2 separate regions of the Capra hircus genome follow, and region 2 is linked to region 1. Evidence: chromatin contacts called from public Hi-C data. All regions are on one chromosome and are shown on one strand. The core of a region is the stretch at or near the end of the contact, and the rest is flanking DNA. Distances in the headings are between cores, read along the strand shown.

Evidence for each region. Hi-C and Micro-C count contacts between places; a contact is called where the count stands out from the background.
Region 2: a contact with region 1 is called in a Hi-C map of blood, with 8 times the contacts expected there. The contact joins the promoter of CENPU here to the enhancer-like site in region 1. A contact is called at or near these places in 3 of 5 Hi-C or Micro-C datasets (blood and liver).

Annotation. Positions count from the first base shown.
Region 1 is chr27:30,214,505-30,219,411 of ARS1.2, forward strand. No RefSeq gene overlaps it. Among named protein-coding and RNA genes, the nearest start is that of HELT, 43 kb to the left of the region's middle. Within about 2 kb of position 3,312, at least 1 of the 5 cell types and tissues checked has an H3K27ac peak or open chromatin away from gene starts, as enhancers often do.
Region 2 is chr27:30,389,387-30,394,842 of ARS1.2, forward strand. It overlaps CENPU (centromere protein U), which reads left to right and starts at 2,461. Exons shown (of 13, transcript XM_018041884.1): 1 at 2,461-2,530; 2 at 5,388-5,436. The coding sequence starts at 2,499.

The sequences.
Region 1 (4,907 bases), core at 2,062-4,561:
CTACAGTCCATGGGGTCACAAAGAGTTGGACAGGACTGAACATGCGTGCTCACAGGAGAGCTGCAGCCCCTGCTACCAAGCCACAGTTAATCCCAGGTCAGCTGGCTGGATCACTGAGGTCCTGGACATCTCTCTGCATGTGGACTTGGAGGGCACTTAGGATGTACTTGGTGATAACAGAACAAGCTCAAGATGGAAAGAAACTGCATTCAACCAGTCAGAATGCCACTGCAAGAGAAACCATCTCCTGGTGTTTTCCAACCCAGCCAGCATCCTTCTCCTTCCCACAGCCACCCCTAAGCTCTAGCAAGTTCCTCAAGGACACCTGGCTGGAGCAGGATCCACACCACCACTGTCAGAGAGGAAAGGACGCCTTCTGGAGCCGCTGCTTGTCAGTGCAGCAGCTCAGTCCAGGCTTTGGGCGTGTGGCTTAGCCTCCCCGAAGCTCCTGTGCTGTAGCGTTTGGTTTCCTGTAAAGTGTGGTACTGCATCTGTCTTCACAGCGCTGTAGTGAGGGTGCGCTGATGCAGTGCGAGAAGTGTCTGGTGCAGAATCTGACCTCTAGTATAAATGCTTAATCCGTGATGTCTAGTGTGAAGGGGCTCTTTGGACAAGTCGCTTCTTGTCCTACCCTTGCACCTCTTCAGTGGTTAGAGTAACTTTTCTAAACCCCTTTCTTAGCCATAATGGAACTGCTCAAATCTGCATGGATAAGAACTGATTCTATCAAGTCAGGCCAGGTATATAGTTTCCACTCTGTGCTAGACAGCACTCCCCATCCCTGGAACTCAGAGTTTAGTGGGACATGCACACACACACTCACACACACATGAAGGCAAACTTATTTAAGAGGTGTAGCTGCTGGGGAGTTTCATAGGAGGGTCTCAAAGAATAATCAAGAGTACCAGATGGATAAGGGGCTTGTGTGAGGCAGAGAGAACAGGAGGTGCGCTTGTGCACACCTGAAGCACAGCTAAAGGAGGCTGAGAGTTGAGAGTCTGGGGGATATTGGGAGAAGGGACCCTCAGATTAGTCTGGAGGGCAGACACCGAAAGGCTTTGTTTACCCCTCTGGAGAGTTTGATCTTTTGAAAGCTTTTAAGCAAATTGATCTCAAGAAGACTGACTCTTAGACAAAAGAGAGGTTGGGAGGGTTGGAGTCTGGAGGCAGGGAGGCTGGCTGCAGGATTTTTGCAGTGAGCCAGCAGGGAGGAGGAAGCCTGAAATGGAGGGAGGTGCAGCTGAGTGGTGTTTCTGACTCAGTATCCTTGGGCTTGGACGCCAGTTGGCTGAGGATGAAGGGGAGGAAAGAGGAAGGTTGACTCTGAGCTCCCAGCTTGGGGGACCACACAGGTGCTTCTGAGGGAGACGAGAGGTCCTAGTTGAGGCAAGCGACCCAAGATTGCTTGTGGACAACCCAGGTGGGGTGTCCAGGGAAGTTTGGAAACAGCAAGGTGGAGCTTAGGCTCTGCGCAAGCTGTGGGGCTTCCTGGAGGCTGCGGAGCAGCTGAAGCTCTCGTAATGGACTAAGCCTTCTGAATTGTCAGACCTTTTAAAACTGTGAGTTATTTCACAGCTCCTCTGTGCAAGGTATAATAAGGTGTAATAAATTGCAAAGAAGGATCATAAGTACAGTGTTTACCATCTGCTCTGATGGGATGTCCTTTTACTAAAATTTCAGCTGAAAGCCAAACTTTGCAGCTTATGGAACCAAATATTGTGGAGAATATGTGTTCCACCTCCACAGGACAGAGGCCAATGGGCAGTTTCTGGAGTTCGTCATTAGAATCAGCCTGGTCACCTGTGTTTTCTGCAGCCCTGGACCTCAGGGTCCCTGTGAGGACCTCATAGACCTTCTGCATCAACAGAGGAAGACTGAACAACACCCAGAAACGTTCAACATCAACAATCCTTTTTTGCCTACAAGCTTATAGAAGATCTCTGTCTCCTAAACCCTTCTGGCCCTCAATCCCCTGATTACGATCTGTGCCTGAGGAACGTGATGGATCCTGGGCCTGGAAGATGAACTCGTTCAGAGGCCCCTGTAATCTAGTCACGCTGTATTGCTTATGATGTAGCTAAACTGAAGATGCTACATTTTACTGGTAAAATAAGTACAGTCTGAATATTAAACATCTTTCCACGGCAATAGAAGTCAGAAGAGTATGCATATAAAATATTCCACGTATAGTCGATCACATTTGACTAATCGTTTTCCCTTCAGAGGTCTGACACTGATTGCTGAGTTGCTAAGGGATGGGGCGTTAGCAGATGATGGACTCACCAAACACTTTCGTGGCCCCAATTTAGAAACCACTTTAATACAGCATAGCTTCCCTGGTGGCTCAGACAGTAAAGCGTCTGCCTGAAATGCAGCAGACCCGGGTTCAATCCCTGGGTTGGGAAGATCCCCTGGAGAAGGAAATGGCAACCCACTCCAATATTCTTGCCTGGAAAATCCCGTGGTTGGAAGTGCCTGATATGTTACAGTCCATAGGGTCGCAAAGAGTCGGACACGACTTAGCAACTTCACTTTAATACAGCGTTAGGTTTCCAGACTATCACCCTCTCTTATCCCCCATTATTAGAAATTCACTCTCCTCTGCATGACTGGAGGAGCACAGCTGAGGGCAGGGACTGTGCTGGGTGTGGAGAAATGCGCGTGTACACAAGGACCCCTCACCCCCCAGTGCTGTGTACGTCCTGACCCCCTGCTCCGGGCACACTCTGCTCCCTCTCCAGTGTCTGTTCACCGTACTGGCCATGCCGGCAGCGGAAGATGTTACCTCTACAACTGTTGATGAGGTCTTGTCGTTTTTGAAGACTGCTCATGGAGAACAAGGGCCACATGCTCTGTCCTGCCTGAGATGTGCTTCTGCCCGTCAGATAACAGATGTCCTAACTCAGAGGAATGAGAGCCCTCCTGCTCAGTTGGCTCAGCTGATGATGGAAGAGCCAGCTAAGGAGGCTGTGGTCCAGGGGGATGGGGCGGGAGAGGCAGTGTGAGCCAAGGGCCACCCCGTTCATGTCCCGCTCGCACCCCAGCCCCACGTGTGCCCTCCTAGGGATGGGAGGTGACTGCTGGGCTCAGAAGCCTTGTCCCGGATTGACTGTGAGGTAGGGTGGCAGCACGTGGGAAGAGCAGGTCTCTGAGGAGGCTGGGCTTTTCCCAGCGTTATTGGCCAGGGCAGACCCATGCCCTCCATTGCAATCGAAGCTCTGAGATGGGTGCTGACTGTGGCTGGGCAGGAACGGGGGCCTCTCCCCACCGCTCTCTTGAGGATTCTGATCTTGTGCCCAAGGCCGGGGGGCTGATGGCTCCCACCGTGGGGAAGCGGCTGGGAGCTGGGCAGGGAGGTGCCTGTGGGGGTACTTCATGCTGATATGGCTAAGGGACGCCTTTTAAACCAGATCGTCCTTGTGCGTCTGTCCATGTTTCCCTTTTAGCAGAGCCCAGTTCCGGTGGGGTTGGAGAGCATTGTGTGTACCGCTGCTGATCTTCCCACGCTTTCACCTCTCTCCACACAGCCCTCTGACACACCTGGGTGTGGGTGGCATCAGGATTCAGGAGGCGATTCCAAGGACAGGGTCACTTTTCAAAGATAAGGGTTGACGCTAGGAATAAAACAAAAAAGAGAGAGAGATCATTAAAAGAGATAATCAAGTTTCCCCTTCCAAAGATAGCCATGCGTGAGCCAGGCTTCTAGAGAGGCAAGTCCTAGCAGTGAATGAGGCAGAAGCCCAGACAGGTAGGAAGACAGCCAGCCTAAGGGGGCTGGAGGCAGATGCGGGTGAATGGAGGACGGTCCCCGAAGGCCTGGCATCCAAGCTGCCCAGGCACCGAGCGCCCAGTCCCCAGAGGGCAGTGGCGAGCAGGGCAGGCACCCAGGAGCAAGCAGGGGAGAATCAAGGGAGGGGACAGAGCCAAGTACTCCAACTCCAGTGCCCGGAGCAGACAGGACCCCGGGTCCTGGCCCTGGAGTGTGAGGCGGAGAGTGATCAGGCCCCACGGCCAGGCTGGCTGGGTGCGGCCGCCACTGCTCCTGCAGCCAGGGGCCAGTTGTGTCCTAGACTTGTGCTGGCCAACACGGTAGCTGCTAGCCTCAGGTGGCTATTTAATTTTAGTCTTTAATGAACTGTGCTTAAACTGTGCATACACTTTGATCCAGTGATTCTGCTTCTGGAAATTTATCCAAAGGATATACCCATAGATATTCAGAAGGAGACGTGTAGATGGGACTTACTGCATGACAGTATTACTTTGGGGGGAGTGGGGTCATATTTACTGGGGGTATCATTTATTTACTTATTTATTGGGGGATTCCCTGGTGGCTAAGATAGTAAAGCGTCTGCCCACAATACAGGAGACCCGGGCTCAATCCCTGGGTCGGGAAGATCTCCTGGAGAAGGAAATGGCAACCCACTCCAGTACTCTTGCCTAGAAAACTCCATGGATGGAGGAGCCTGGTGGGCTACAGTCCATGGGGTCTCCAAGAGTCGGACATGACTGAGTGACTTCACTTTCCATCATTTACATACCATTAAATTTACTCTTACTAGGTGTACAGCTGGATGAACCATGTCAATGTATATAGTGGTGTAAACACTAGCGCTGTCAGATATTTTTCCATCTTTCCAGGAAGTTCACTTGGGCTGCCCTTTGTCATCGTCAGGTCCCTGCTGCAAGCCCCAGTCCCTGGCAACTGCTGATGGGCTTTTCATCCTCTGGTTTTATCTTTCCATCAAGGTTGACTGCGTGGAAGCCCACATGTGTGGAGCCTTTTCTGTCTGGCGACTTCCACTTAGCAGAGTGTTTCTGACGTGTATCCACAATTTTGTGTCCGTCAGTAGTTTGTCCCTTTGTGTTGCTGAGTCGCATCCCACCGTATGGATGTTCCAGAGTTTGTT
Region 2 (5,456 bases), core at 1,211-3,710, 170 kb after region 1:
GAAACATAATTTTTTATTGTGGTTAAATGTACATGACATAAAGCTCAGCATTTTAGCCATTTTTAACTGTGCAATCTAGGCACTACTTAAGTGATTCACACTGTTACGCAGCCACCCACTATTATTCATTTCCAGAACTTTTTCATCATCCCAAACTGTGCTTTTTAGCGTCACATCCAAGAAGTCATGGCCAGATCCAATGTCATGAAGCCTTTACCCTGTGTTTCTATGAGTTTCAGCTCTTACAGTTAGGTCTTTGACCCATTGTAAGTTCATTTTTATTTATGGTGTGTCCTGAAAGACGATGCTGTGAAAGTGCTGCACTCAATATGCCAGCAAATTTGGAAAACTCAGCAGTGGCCACAGGACTGGAAAAGGTCAGTTTTCATTCCAGTCCCAAAGAAAGGCAATGCCAAAGAATGCTCAAACTACCGCACAATTGCACTCATCTCACACGCTAGTAAAGTAATGCTCAAACTTCTCCAAGCCAGGCTTCAGCAATATGTGAACTGTGAACTTCCAGATGTTCAAGCTGGTTTTAGAAAAGGCAGAAGAACCAGAGATCAAATTGCCAACATCCACTGGATCATCGAAAAAGCAAGACAGTTCCAGAAAAACATCTATTTCTGCTTTATTGACTATGCCAAAGCCTTTGACTGTGTGGATCACAATAAACTGGAAAATTCTGAGAGAGATGGGGATACCAGATCACCTAACCTGCCTCTTGAGAAATCTGTATGCAGGCCAGGAAGCAACAGTTAGAACTGGACATGGAACAACAGACTGGTTCCGAATAAGAAAAGGAGTACGTCAAGGCTGTATATTGTCACCCTGCTTATTTAACTTCTATGCAGAGTACATCATGAGAAACGCTGGACTGGAAGAAACACCAGCTGGAATCAAGATTGGCGGGAGAAATATCAAAAACCTCAGATATGCAGATGACACCACCCTTACGGCAGAAAGTGAAGAGGAGCTAAAAAGCCTCTTGATGAAAGTAAAAGAGGAGACCGAAAAAGTTCGCTTAAAGTTCAACATTCAGAAAAGGAAGATCATGGCATCTGGTCCCATCACTCCATGGGAAATAGATGAAGAAACAGTGGAAACAGTGTCAGACTTTATTTTTGGGGGCTCCAAAATCACTGCAGATGGTGATTGCAGCCTTGAAATTAAAAGATGCTTACTCCTTGGAAGAAAAGTTATTACCAACCTAGATAGCATATTCAAAAGCAGAGACATTACTTTGCCGACTAAGGTCCATCTAGTCAAGGCTATGGTTTTTCCTGTGGTCATGTATGGATGTGAGAGTTGGACTGTGAAGAAGGCTGAGCGCCGAAGAATTGATGCTTTTGAACTGTGGTGTTGGAGGAGACTCTTGAGAGTCCCTTGGACTGCAAGGAGATCCAACCAGTCCATTCTGAAGGAGATCAGCCCTGGGATTTCTTTGGAAGGAATGATGCTAAAGCTGAAACTCCAGTACTTTGGCCACCTCATGCGAAGAGTTGACTCACTGGAAAAGACCGTGATGCTGGGAGGGATTAGGGGCAGGAGGAGAAGGGGATGACAGAGGATGAGATGGCTGGATGGCATCACTGACTCGATGGACGCGAGTCTGAGTGAACTCCGGGAGCTGGTGATGGACGGGGTGGCCTGGCGTGCTGCGATTCATGGGGTCGCAAAGAGTCGGACACGACTGAGCGACTGAACTGAACTGAACTGAACTGAACTGAAAGAGTCCAACATCATTCTTTTGCAGGATAATACGTTTTTAAAGAGAAAGCAAAGAATCAGAGCATATTAGGAGTCCTCCCCATTTACGAATAAAAACGCTGGGGTAGAAATAAAATAAGCCAAGATCACACATCTGATTCAGTACCAGCGGTACTGAAAGCCTGCTGCTGCTGCTGCTGCTGCTGCTGCTGCTGCTGCTAAGTCGCTTCAGTCTTGTCCGACTCTGTGAGACCCCATAGACGGCAGCCCAAGGGGCTCCCCTGCTGCTGCTGCTAAGTCGCTTCAGTCGTGTCCAACTCTGTGCGACTCCAAAGACGGCAGCCCACCAGGCTCCCCCGTCCCTGGTATTCTCTAGGCAAGAACACTGAAAGCCTAACCCTGTCAATTTTCAATGCACAACACCAGACAACTGCGCAGGCGCCTAAGCACCCGGAGAGAGGACCCGGGGTTTGGATCCGCCCCTCGGCGGCGAGCTCGCGCTTAGGTAGCTTTCCGGCACTGGCTCCTCCCTTCCCCAACCCGGGGGCGGGCCCTGGCGGAAAACTTGCGTGGCGGACGGGTAGGCAGAAGGCGTGGACTCCAGTTCTCGCCTAGTCCAGGCTGCATTTTCTCTAGCGCTTTACGACGGGCGGAGCCCCGGGCCGCAGACAGGGCGTGGCCGGGGCGGGGGCGGGAGCGTTTCTGCGTGCTCAGCCCGGATTGGCCGCCGGGAGCAGCGCGAGGTTTGGCGGGAGTTTTTGCGTCGGCGCCGAGCGCGGCGGGCGGGAATGGATCGGCCGCGGCTGGCGCGGCTGTCGCAGTAAGTTCTGCGGGACGTTGGCGCGGCTCCGGGGTCCCCCCTTTATTTTCCTCTTCCTCCGGGCTTGGGCCTCTCGGAGCTGCTCGAGCTTCCTGGCTTTGTCTCTGCGCACCGTGTCCGAGCGACTGACCGCCTGGGGCCTTTCTGTAAAGTGGGGATAATAATGTCCCCACCGAAACAGGATTGCGAGGAGGTTGCAGGGCGTCTGCTTAGAGTCGTGTCTGGCGTTGGGAGGGAGAGGCGTCGGCTAGCGTCCCCTTACTTGGTGCTGGTGAACGTGCTCTAAAGTAGACGCCAGGTGTTCTGAAACAAAGTATTCCCACGGATAGTAACTTAAGGAGTACCTACTACTTGCCAGAATTCACCTTCTAGCAAGAACACTAGCACTGACCCTCGGGCTGGAGTCAGTATTCTTTTTTTTTTTTAAGCTGAAAGGACATGCAGGTTGAACTACGTTGCCTATCTGCTCTCTAAAATGTTATTTTTCCCGGATTCACTGGCAAGTGTCTCTGGAGGTGTTTGAAGCACATCCAAGGCCCTGCCTGGGCCTGGCTTGGAGGGGCCTTGGCAGGCCTGGGCTGGTCCTCAAGGCCGGAGGAGTCCCACCTGGGCGGTGGGAGGGCTGCTGGAGAAGGTGCAGTTTGTAGATGCAGCGTGAGGGTGGAGTAAACAGACGAGGCTCCTGTGGCCAGCGGGTAGGACCAGACTCCCCGAGTAGAGAGGAGGATTGGGAAGGAATAAGATGCTTGAGAATCAGCTGACATAGTGGTGTTGGTGGTTTGGTCGCTAAGTCGTGTCCGACTTTTGCAACCCCATGGACTGTAGCCTGCCAGGCTCCTCTGTCCATGGGATTCTACAGACAAGAATACTGGAGTGGGTTGCCTTTTGCTTCTCCAGGGGATCTTCCCAACCCAGGAATCGAACCTGGGTCTCCTGCATTGCAGGCAGATTCTTAACCAGCTGATCCATGAGAGGTGAACTTTATCAGCTATGCCAGTAGGGGGTTTCTCTCTCCCTCCCCCGCCCCGCCCCGCCCCGCGGTACACACACATATAGCATTTTCGCCTTTGATTGAGACTCATGAAATTTGTTCATCCCTCCCCCTGAAACGCAGTAGTATGCCTACACCAAAATTTTTCCATGTGTTATCACAGAGGTTTCTGTCTTTTGAGGAGGAAACTTGACCACATTGTTGAGCACAGACAAGGCAGGAAAAAAGTGGGTTAAGACCTTATATGATGTGGCTTCTAGTCCTATTACTTGGCTGTGTGACCACTGATGTCAGTTAACTTTTCTGAACCCCAGAACCATAAAGGCTGTAAAACGAATATCTGCTCCATCTTCTTTTTTGGGTCTGAGAATCAAATAAAGGATTGGTTTTGCAAATTGTGGTGTCTTGAGCAGCATCAGCAGCCCCGGGAACTTGTTAGCAATGCATGTTCCATCAGGGGTCATCCCAGGTTTATTGAATCAGCCTCTCTGGCGGTGGAGCCAAGCATTCTTAACAGCTTTCCAGGTGATTCTGATTCCTGATGTTTGAGAAACCACTCCTCAAACAGTTTTCCTACTTTTTCTTTTTACTGTAATTCACAGTAATAATATTTTACATCACAATGGATACACAAATGTCCACATATGATAAAACACAAGTTTTAAGAAATCTTAATTTTATATCCCCTTGTATTTCCTTTTAAAAAACGCTAGAACAAGAAAAAAATTTTTAAAGGAAATAACGGGCAAAACGAATTTTAAAAAATGCTGGGGGAAACCTTAAAGGACATGACAGGGCAATTGATAACATTTGGATATGGACTGTAAATTAGACAATGACGTCAGTGTTAAGTTTCTTGCTTTGGAAATTGTGCTGTGACTACACAGGATAATGCCCTCTTAGAAGACACACGTGTGTTCCCAGGTTACCATACGCAGACACACAGGAAGCCGGTGAGACAGTGTGAACAGTTGGTGAAGTGGGGTAAAGGGTATACAGAAGGTTCTCAGTCTCTTCTCACAATTTTTCTCTTTAAGTTTGAAGTTATATCACATAAAGAGTTAGGTAAAGAATTACTTGTTCAGACACTAAATGGACTTTGCTCTCTGCTAACGGGTGTGTGCAGGATGTCCTGTTCCCTGGCACCACGCTGGAGCACATAGGGTACTCAGCCCACAGTCGCTGGCTGGGGTATTTCCTGTGTCTCTTACTTTCACTTTTTCTTTGGGTCTCTGTTGTGACATCTGGTTTATTTAAGCTGGTTAAAGATGAACTTTATCCTTTCATCCTGATGCCCTCTGGAGGGATCCTGAAGGGGAGGGAAGAGGGCAGCTCTGGGTGTGGACTGATAGCAGATTTTATCGCAGGCTTTCCTCCTTCCCAGCCACCTGCGGCTTTGGGCAAATATGCTTCTGGATGAGGGATTCACTTCTACCTGGAGGACTGTTAAGGAACTAAATGAGAACACGTGTGTGAGAGTCAGGCATGCATCGGGGTCCGGTGCTTAAGGAAGAGGCACCTCTCTAGCACATTTCTGCAGGACGCCAGCCTTGGCTGTTGATACGACTTCAGGGCCACTTCAGGTAATGGCAGGGTTAGGAGTTCTCTGTGCCCTGAGGGCAGAGCTGTGCTATTTATATGTGGGTAGTATGATTTGGCCTATAAATTATTTATGTGTGTGAGATATGGGTTCTGCTTTCCAGAGGGATTTGCCATTACCTAAATTTCATCACGTGCACATTGTTAGTACAGCTAACAAAGAGAGTAACTTGGAAAGAAAATACTTGGACTACATTGCCAGTTCTAGTGTTTCCTCAGTTATTTTTAAGTATTTCCTAACTTGTGTGTGTGTTTGCTGTTTCCTAGTGCGAGATTTTCGAAGAACCATGCAGGCAGAACATATTCCCTGAAAGATGTAAGTTATCATCATATATT